2 separate regions of the Pan troglodytes genome follow, and region 1 is linked to region 2. A link is a contact called in public HiChIP or PLAC-seq data. All regions are on one chromosome and are shown on one strand. The core of a region is the stretch at or near the end of the contact, and the rest is flanking DNA. Distances in the headings are between cores, read along the strand shown. Region 1 holds the start of DDX23 (DEAD-box helicase 23). Region 2 holds the start of DDN (dendrin).

Region 1 (3,734 bases), core at 562-3,061, 150 kb before region 2:
GAGATTCCCAGAAGGCAAAGAGAAATGCAAATCTGAACTTAGGGGAGAGGGTCTGTAGACAAAAACTTGAGTCACCAATACACAGATAGCTTTTAAAGCCATGGGACACTAAATGATATTACCTAAGTAGGCAGCATAGTGAAAGAAAAAAATAGAGAAGAAGCTCCAGAATTGAGCTCTGGAACACTTTAACAGGAGTTAGCCACGGGATGAATCAGAGAAAAAGACTGAAAAGAACTAGCAGCCAGTGAGAAAAGACAAAGAAAAGCATAGCAACGAAGAAGCCAAAAATATGTTTCAAGGAGGGAGGGGTCAACTGTGTCAAGTACCACCGAAGTGGAGAGGGAATAAGGGACAGGTAAGTAACCACTGAATTTGAAAAAATGGAGATTATTGGTGACCTTGACAAGAGCTGTTTCAGTGGCATTGCCGGAATGGAAGCCTGAGTGGAATGAGTTTGGAAGAGAATGAAAAATGAGAGAAGACAGTAAATACAGGCAACTTTTATTACAGGTTCTATTATCACAAGGGCAAAATAACCAGGCTGACTCTGGCCATGCTTCCCAGCGGCCTTCCTCTCAAACCTCCAGATCTTCAGGTCCTCAGTTCTTGCAGGGCAGGGGCACATTCTTTTTTTTCATTCAATGACGTATTTAACAAGCATCTACTGTACGCAAGGCACAGTGCTAGGTGCTATATGAGTTACAAAAATAAATTCTGTTCACAGGAAGTGTTTAGAACAACAGGGTTATGAGGTCGGACGCGGTGGCTCACGCATGTAATCCTAACACTTTAAGAGGCCGAGGCAGGTGGGTTGCCTGAGCTCAGGAGTTCGAGACCAGCCTGGGGAACACGGTGAAACCCCGTCTCTACTAAAAATACAAAAAATTAGCCGGGCGTGGCGGCGTGCGCCTGTAATCACAGCTACTCGGGAGGCTGAGACAGGAGAATCGCTTGAACCCGGGAGGCGGAGGTTGCAGAGAGCCGAGATCGTGCCATTGCACTCCAGCCTAGGCGACAGAGCGAGACTCCGTCTCAAAAAAAAAAAAAAAAAAAAAAACCAAAAGAAAAAAAAGAACAATAGGGGGTATGAGACACATACCAAGAAGAGTATCAAGGCTCAGATGTAGTAATACAGGTGTTCAAAGGCGTTTCCTTTCACTTGTAAAAGGTGATGTGGAAGGCTTGGAAGAGGAAGTGACGCTTGAGCCTTTAAGTAGAATTTTAAGATATGTAATTAAGGACGCGGAAAAGAAGTCATTCCCGGCAAAAGAAATAATACGGGCGGCGCAGAGGCGGGAAAACATGGACTGACTGCGAGAGAAAAGCCAGAGTTCCAGTTTGGCTGCACCAAAGGCTACTTTAAGCATGAAAGAATAAGATCAGACTGGGGGTATCAGAGGCGCTGTGCCCATAGGCAGAGTCCTGGGAGGAAAATATCGTGCAGGGACGTGGCCTGTGCCCGGAGGAGCCAACACTACCCCTGGGGCCCGCGCCCCTTCACTCCAGCCCGCCCGAGCTTCCCGGGTTCATGCCCCTTCTCTGAGGCGTTCTTTCCCGCCTCGTCCAGGAGGCAGGGGCCACCGCCGTGCCCTGACTCTAGCCCTTTCTGTAAGCTCGTGGGAACCGCCTCCACCGCCCGGAACTCACCACCCTGAGTCTGAACCGCCCAACGCGGCCTCAACGTCGCGGAGCCGTCGCCATCTTTCCCGTTTCCTGGTCGCGGAGATGAACACCCACCCCCCCCCGCCCAGGCCGCGAGGCAAGCTGGGAAGGCGAGTTCCTGGAGCTGGGCGACACAGGCCGACACTGAGGCCTGGAAACTACCAATCCCAGAATGCATGACTTGAGCGCCGGCCCCAGGCTGCGGGGTCTGCCGGGCAATGTGGTTTGCCAGACGTTAGCGTCCGGGAAGGAAGAGTTTTTCGCCAATAGGCTTTCGGCATTAGGTTCTCCCGCCGAGCACCCTTCTTGGAATCGGCTGGTCTTCCTAGAAACTACAGTCTATGACTGTCGTTGCCCGTGGCTTACAGTGGAGGAATTTAAGGGCTTCCTGAGATATCTATAGTACGTAATTATAGCTAACAACCGCAGTAACAACAATAAATACCATTCGTGGAAAAGCGGTTTTTATAACAATTCTGTGAGAATGGGGCTAGCCCCATTTTACAGTTGGACAAATTAAAGATTAGGTTACCGGAGTAGCTTCACAAGGAGGGTGATGCAGTTCTCCATTGTGTGTGGAACTATCCCAGGCTTAGGAGGACGTTTTAGCAACCTTGGCCCCTGCAGCCGGGTGAATGCCATAACAACCCCCAGTTATTGTTACAGCTCCAAATGAGCCCACACAATGGGCTCTAAAGTCCTCCCGGAAGGATGGTATCTCCTGGGCTCTAGCACCTGTTTTCTCAACATTCCAGATGGAACCCTGGTTTCCTCAATTTCTTGCCCTTTGGAATGTGACCAATTGTTGAGCTATCTTGGTATTTTTGCTTCTTTCTTCCCCCAGATTCCCCTACTTCAGTCTTCCACTGAGTTTTGTTGTTGCTGTTGTTGTTGTTGTTGTTGTTTGTTGTTGTTTTAACCTCAAATCGTAAGTTCACTTTGTGTTTCTCTTTGGTCTTATGGGTTCATAACTCTTTCCCTCAAAACAAAACAAAACATTGCAGTTGCGGAAACGGTTTAGATAACCAGAAGTATCTCGGACCTCCCTTCCCATTTTGCCAGCAGCAGGTTTGTTGCTTCAATTCCACATGGCTGTAGGTCTGCCTTTTCTCTCTGAATATGCCCAAGCTCTCAAGCAGAGCCTCAGGATAGACCCAAGTAATCCTAAAGCCCTGAGCATCACGTACAATGGCCCAAAGTAACCCTCGGAGACACACACTTCTCTTAGAACCTGCAGCCTTTCACCTCCCAGCTTCTACTCCAGAGAGAACGGAAGGGAAAGAAGAGAGCTCTGAGATCTGTTAGGTGTAATTCACCACAAAAGCACGAGAGGGCGCTCGACTCACAGATTCACAGATTAAACTAAGAATCAGACCAACCATGGTAGGCCAGAATCTTCAAAAACTGCAGCCACTTTTTATTGAGAATCTTCTAAGTGCTCAGCTCTGGGCTGGACACTTAACCTACCTTATTTGTTTTACTTAGTTCTCATAGCAGTATGAGATGAGTGCTATCTCCATTTTACTGGTAAGGAGATTGTGGCCCAGAAAGAGTAATTATGCCTTCGAAGGCCACATAGTTAAAAGAATGGGCCAGGTTGAGGGGCGCCTCTGCCTGGCCGCCCCTACTGGGAAGTGAGGAGCCCCTCTGCCCGGCCAGCCGCCCCGTCCGGGAGGGAGGTGGGGGGGCCAGCCCCCCGCCCAGCTAGCCGCCCCGTCCGGGAGGGAGGTGGGGGGGGGTCAGCCCCCCGCCCGGCCAGCCGCCCCGTCCGGGAGGTGAGGGGCGCCTCTGCCCGGCCGCCCCTACTGGGAAGTGAGGAGCCCCTCTGCCTGGCCACCACCCCGTCTGGGAGGTGTACCCAACAGCTCATTGAGAACGGGCCATGATGACAATGGCGGTTTTGTGGAATAGAAAAGGGGGAAAGGTGGGGAAAAGATTGAGAAATCGGATGGTTGCTGTGTCTGTGTAGAAAGAAGTAGACATGGGAGACTTTTCATTTTGTTCTGTACTAAGAAAAATTCTTCTGCCTTGGGATCCTGTTGATCTATGACCTTACCCCCAACCCTGTG
Region 2 (3,668 bases), core at 772-3,271:
AAAGACCGTGGCCCCTTCACCCTCCTCCTTGCCGGGCTTCGATTGGCTGGGGGAATCCCCCACCACGCGTGTCACCCCAGAGGGCAAAAGCTGCACCTGCTGGGTTCGGGGGGTTGGAACATATTGGGATCGTATCACTACGCACGTGGCGTCAATGACAAAGACGCCTTCCCCACGGGACAGGCCCTGGGAACTGCGGGGCAAGGTGTGGGCACGGCGGGTCGCCTTCCAACCCTCCAGGGTCTCCGGTCCTGCCCCCTCTCCAAGACCCAGAGATTCTCTCCATCCGGTGCCTCCGGGAGCCCAGGGTCTGGGGAGTGTCTGGCTATGGCGGGGCGGCTGCTTTTTAGGGGAGGGAATCCAGCATTTGGGAAACCAGATCTGTTCTCTTCCTTCTTTCCCTTCCCTCGAGCCCGTGAGGTGGTGCCTGGATCTGGGAGCGGGACGCGGGGCACAGGGAGCCGCAGTTGCAGACCCCGCAGGAGCTATCTCGGTGCCTGCGCTCCCTGTAGCTTTGGCTTGGGGATGGCTGTCGCTACCACTGTTCAGGTCAGCAGCAGCCAGCCCCAGGCTTTTCTCCACGACCCCCTTGCCGGGCTCTGGCCTTGCTCTGGCCGCTCCACAGCCTGGGGATCCCCCCAAGAGACCTTGCCCCTGTCGGAGACCCCAAGCCCCGAGGACGTCCCGGTAGATCCGAGGATCCAGCCTCTTCTTTGTGCGCCCTCCCTCTGTCCTGGCTGGAGTCGCAGCTGGGGCTGATGAAGCGGGCACCTGGGAGTTCCCGGGGCCTCTCTTAGTCCCCAAGGTCCTATGGGGGCCTTCGTAAGAAGGTGGAGCCACATAGGGTGGCGGCCGGTCCCAGCGGCGTCGTGGGGCCGTCCCGGCAGAACCTCTCAGCAGCAGGTGAGCCTCGTAGCTTGGGGGCCCGGGCCGCCGACCTCCCCAGGGCCCCGCCCACGCCGACCCTGGGTCGCTCTGCGGCTGCGCGGATGGACGGGGCGCTCGCCCCACAGGCGCCAGGCGCTCCGGCCGCAAGGGAGCAGGGAGCCCTGCCAGCTGGGCCACCCGAGGGGCGTTGCGGGGCTCCGGGCGGGGCCGACCCGGGGGGCTCCGTCGGGCCCCACCAGCCTTGCGCCTTTTTCGCTCGGTCTCCTTGGCCTCCCGCTCCTGCGACGCCGCTTTCCTTTTCTCTTGCTCCCGAGCTCGGACCTCGGCCAGGGGCCCCGCCCGCCAGTTGGTCGCCTCCTGCAGCACCCTGGAGGCCCAGGGCCGGCGGGGCGGCGGCTGTGGGGATCCCGGGCGCGGCCCACACCTGGGACAATGAGCAGGAACCCAGGTGAGCAGTTTGTGGGGGAAGGGAGCCGAGGTCCGGGGAGCTGGGAGCACTGGAGACCACTTGGGGCAGCCATGTGAAGGGGTGTGTGTGAGTGTGTGCGCGTGTGCACGTGCGTATATGTTAGGACTGAAGTCGAAGCGGGACTCCTCGCCATCTCTCCATGCACACTTTAACAGCGTCTGCCCCATCTCACCTCCTGCCCTTTCTCACACCCACTTCTGTTCCCCCAAACAACGGGATGAGTCAGGCCCCAGCCCTCGGGAGCGGGCAGGGGTGGAAGACGTGGGAAAGAGAAGGGGGACCAGCAGTGCTCGCTGGTGCCTGCGGGGAGGTCCGGACCCCACTCCCCGCCCCACCACTCTCTTCCCCTCACCCCTGCTTCACTCACGTGCGGTTCTGGAACCCGCGAGCCCAGTGGCTGGCCTGGAAGTCCATGGGCTGTCGAGAAGGGGCGCGGCGACTATAATGACAGGAAATAGTCTTCACTTCTATCACCAATAGCTTGGACTTCTGCACCCAGAGGCAGCTGCCAGACTCCTCATCCTGGAGCTCCCGGGGGCTGTCAGGCCCCTCGGAGAACAGTGGGCCATCCAGCATCCTGCCCCACCCCACCCCGGCCCCCCACCCTCCCACCCGCCCCAGGAGCCCCCTCCCAGCCCAGGGAGCCGGCGCCCACTGCAGAGCCGCGGGCCCGGGGACTGGGAACTATATATACCCGGGCACACGTGTGTGTGCCTGTCTCTGTGTGTGCGCGCGCATGTGACACCGCGCGGACTGCTCCGCGCTGCTACCTCCCCCATGTGCACGGCCGCCCCCTGGGGCCCGGGATTGGACGCCCCTTCCCACTGCTGTTGTCCCCCAAGCCTGATGGGATCGCACGAGTGGGCGGGGGAGGGACTTATGATTCTTGCCAAGCTGACAGTGCCCCCTCCCCCGCCCCTATTTCTTCAACCTTCCTGCCGTTTTAACCCTTTACTCTCCTGCTTGTCAGGTTGCCTGACCACCAGGGTTCTGCCCCTGGCTTCCTGCCTCAGATTTCAGTTTCCCCAACATAGAGTGATGAGATTGGAACTCAAGGTCTCTGCCTGCCACTCTGCTGGTTTCCATGGGGCTGGGGTGCAGGAGGGGCTGGCCCACGGCTGGGGGGCTATTTTTAGCGGCAGTGGCTGTTCGGGTGCAGAGATGAGATGAGTAACCAGCTCCCATGCGGTGGAGAGAGGAGGCGGTGGCTTTTACCAAGCTTTTGTGCGACTCTGAGGGAGAGCTGCCTTCCCTAAGCTCAAAAAGGGTGACCCCTACACCCGTATCTCCTTGTCAGCTCAGTGCTGCAACCTAGGACTGCTGGTACAGCAGGACACAGGCGTCTGCCTTGGCCACCCAAGCTGCCCTACCAGTTCCATTCTACATGTTTGTCCTTGGGCAGCCAGGGAGCCCTCCCACAGCAGCAGGCTTTCACCTCCAATCCAGAAGCCAGGATTTGGGGGTTATATTGTTCTGTGCCCACACAGCCTGCCCAGCTTTATGGAGGACAGAGTAAGTGCTTATGCACTCTCACCCTTCCAGAGGGGGATGGAGGAGAAATGATGTGTTTGCTTGGCAAAACTAATCCCCTAGCAACTGAAATGATAAAAGTGGCCTTTATTTTTTTCAATGTAGAACTCCCCCTCACCACCACCACAATGCCTAGTTCACTCAGCCCCCACCTTAAGTGGTGCTCCAGATGCTCACCTTTTGGGCTGCCTCTGTCCTGGGGGGCTGTTGCTTATATCCACATGATCCCTCCTCCTAAGCTTATACCAGGTGTCCCCTGATTCACCATGGTAATGTTAGTGGCAGCACAGCCCACGCCAACCCTTCCATGCAGAGACTTAGCAACCATGCCTGGCAACCATGGCAGCAGCTTCAGTGGAGGGGAGCAGTGCAGAGAGAGGGGAAAGAGAGTGTGTGGGGCATGGTTCCTCGGGAAGAAGGGATAATTTGCCTCTCTGGAGAGGAATAGTAAGAATAGAAGCTTGTGAGTCTCCCAAATTTCATCCCTTGTCTCTCCCTCAGCTTCGTCCTCACACTGAGACGGATAGGTTGGGTTTTAGAGGGAAATGGGAGAAGCAAGAGTTCCCAATTAGTTTTCCGCTAATGTACATGGAGCCCTTTGGGTCCAGACCCTTCCTTTTAAGGGGAAGGGGAACAACCAGAAAGGTTGTGGGGCAGAGACTGACAGACTGAGAAACAACTCAACAAAACCAGGCCTCTGCTCCCTAACACAAACCTTTAGAGAGAACGCAAACATCCCGTCCCATCCACCCTACCCTCCTTGATTCCACACACCTGCCAG

What was found. HiChIP or PLAC-seq counts read pairs in DNA pulled down with a chosen protein or histone mark.
Region 1: an H3K4me3 HiChIP or PLAC-seq map of stem cell-derived excitatory neurons shows a contact between it and region 2, with 4 times the contacts expected there. The contact joins the promoter of DDX23 here to the promoter of DDN in region 2. A contact is called at or near these places in 1 of 7 Hi-C or Micro-C datasets (stem cell-derived neural progenitor cells) and 1 of 1 datasets of contacts at active chromatin or transcription factors (stem cell-derived excitatory neurons).

What each region holds. Positions count from the first base shown.
Region 1 is chr10:47,013,705-47,017,438 of NHGRI_mPanTro3-v2.0_pri, reverse strand. It overlaps DDX23 (DEAD-box helicase 23), which reads right to left and starts at 1,811. Exons shown (of 17, transcript XM_509035.8): 1 at 1,651-1,811.
Region 2 is chr10:46,868,810-46,872,477 of NHGRI_mPanTro3-v2.0_pri, reverse strand. DDN (dendrin) reads right to left here and starts at 2,021. Exons shown (of 2, transcript XM_003313727.7): 1 at 1,725-2,021; 2 at 1-1,312. The coding sequence starts at 1,933. It overlaps LOC107967523 (a long non-coding RNA gene), which reads left to right and starts at 1,203. Exons shown (of 2, transcript XR_001708000.4): 1 at 1,203-1,336.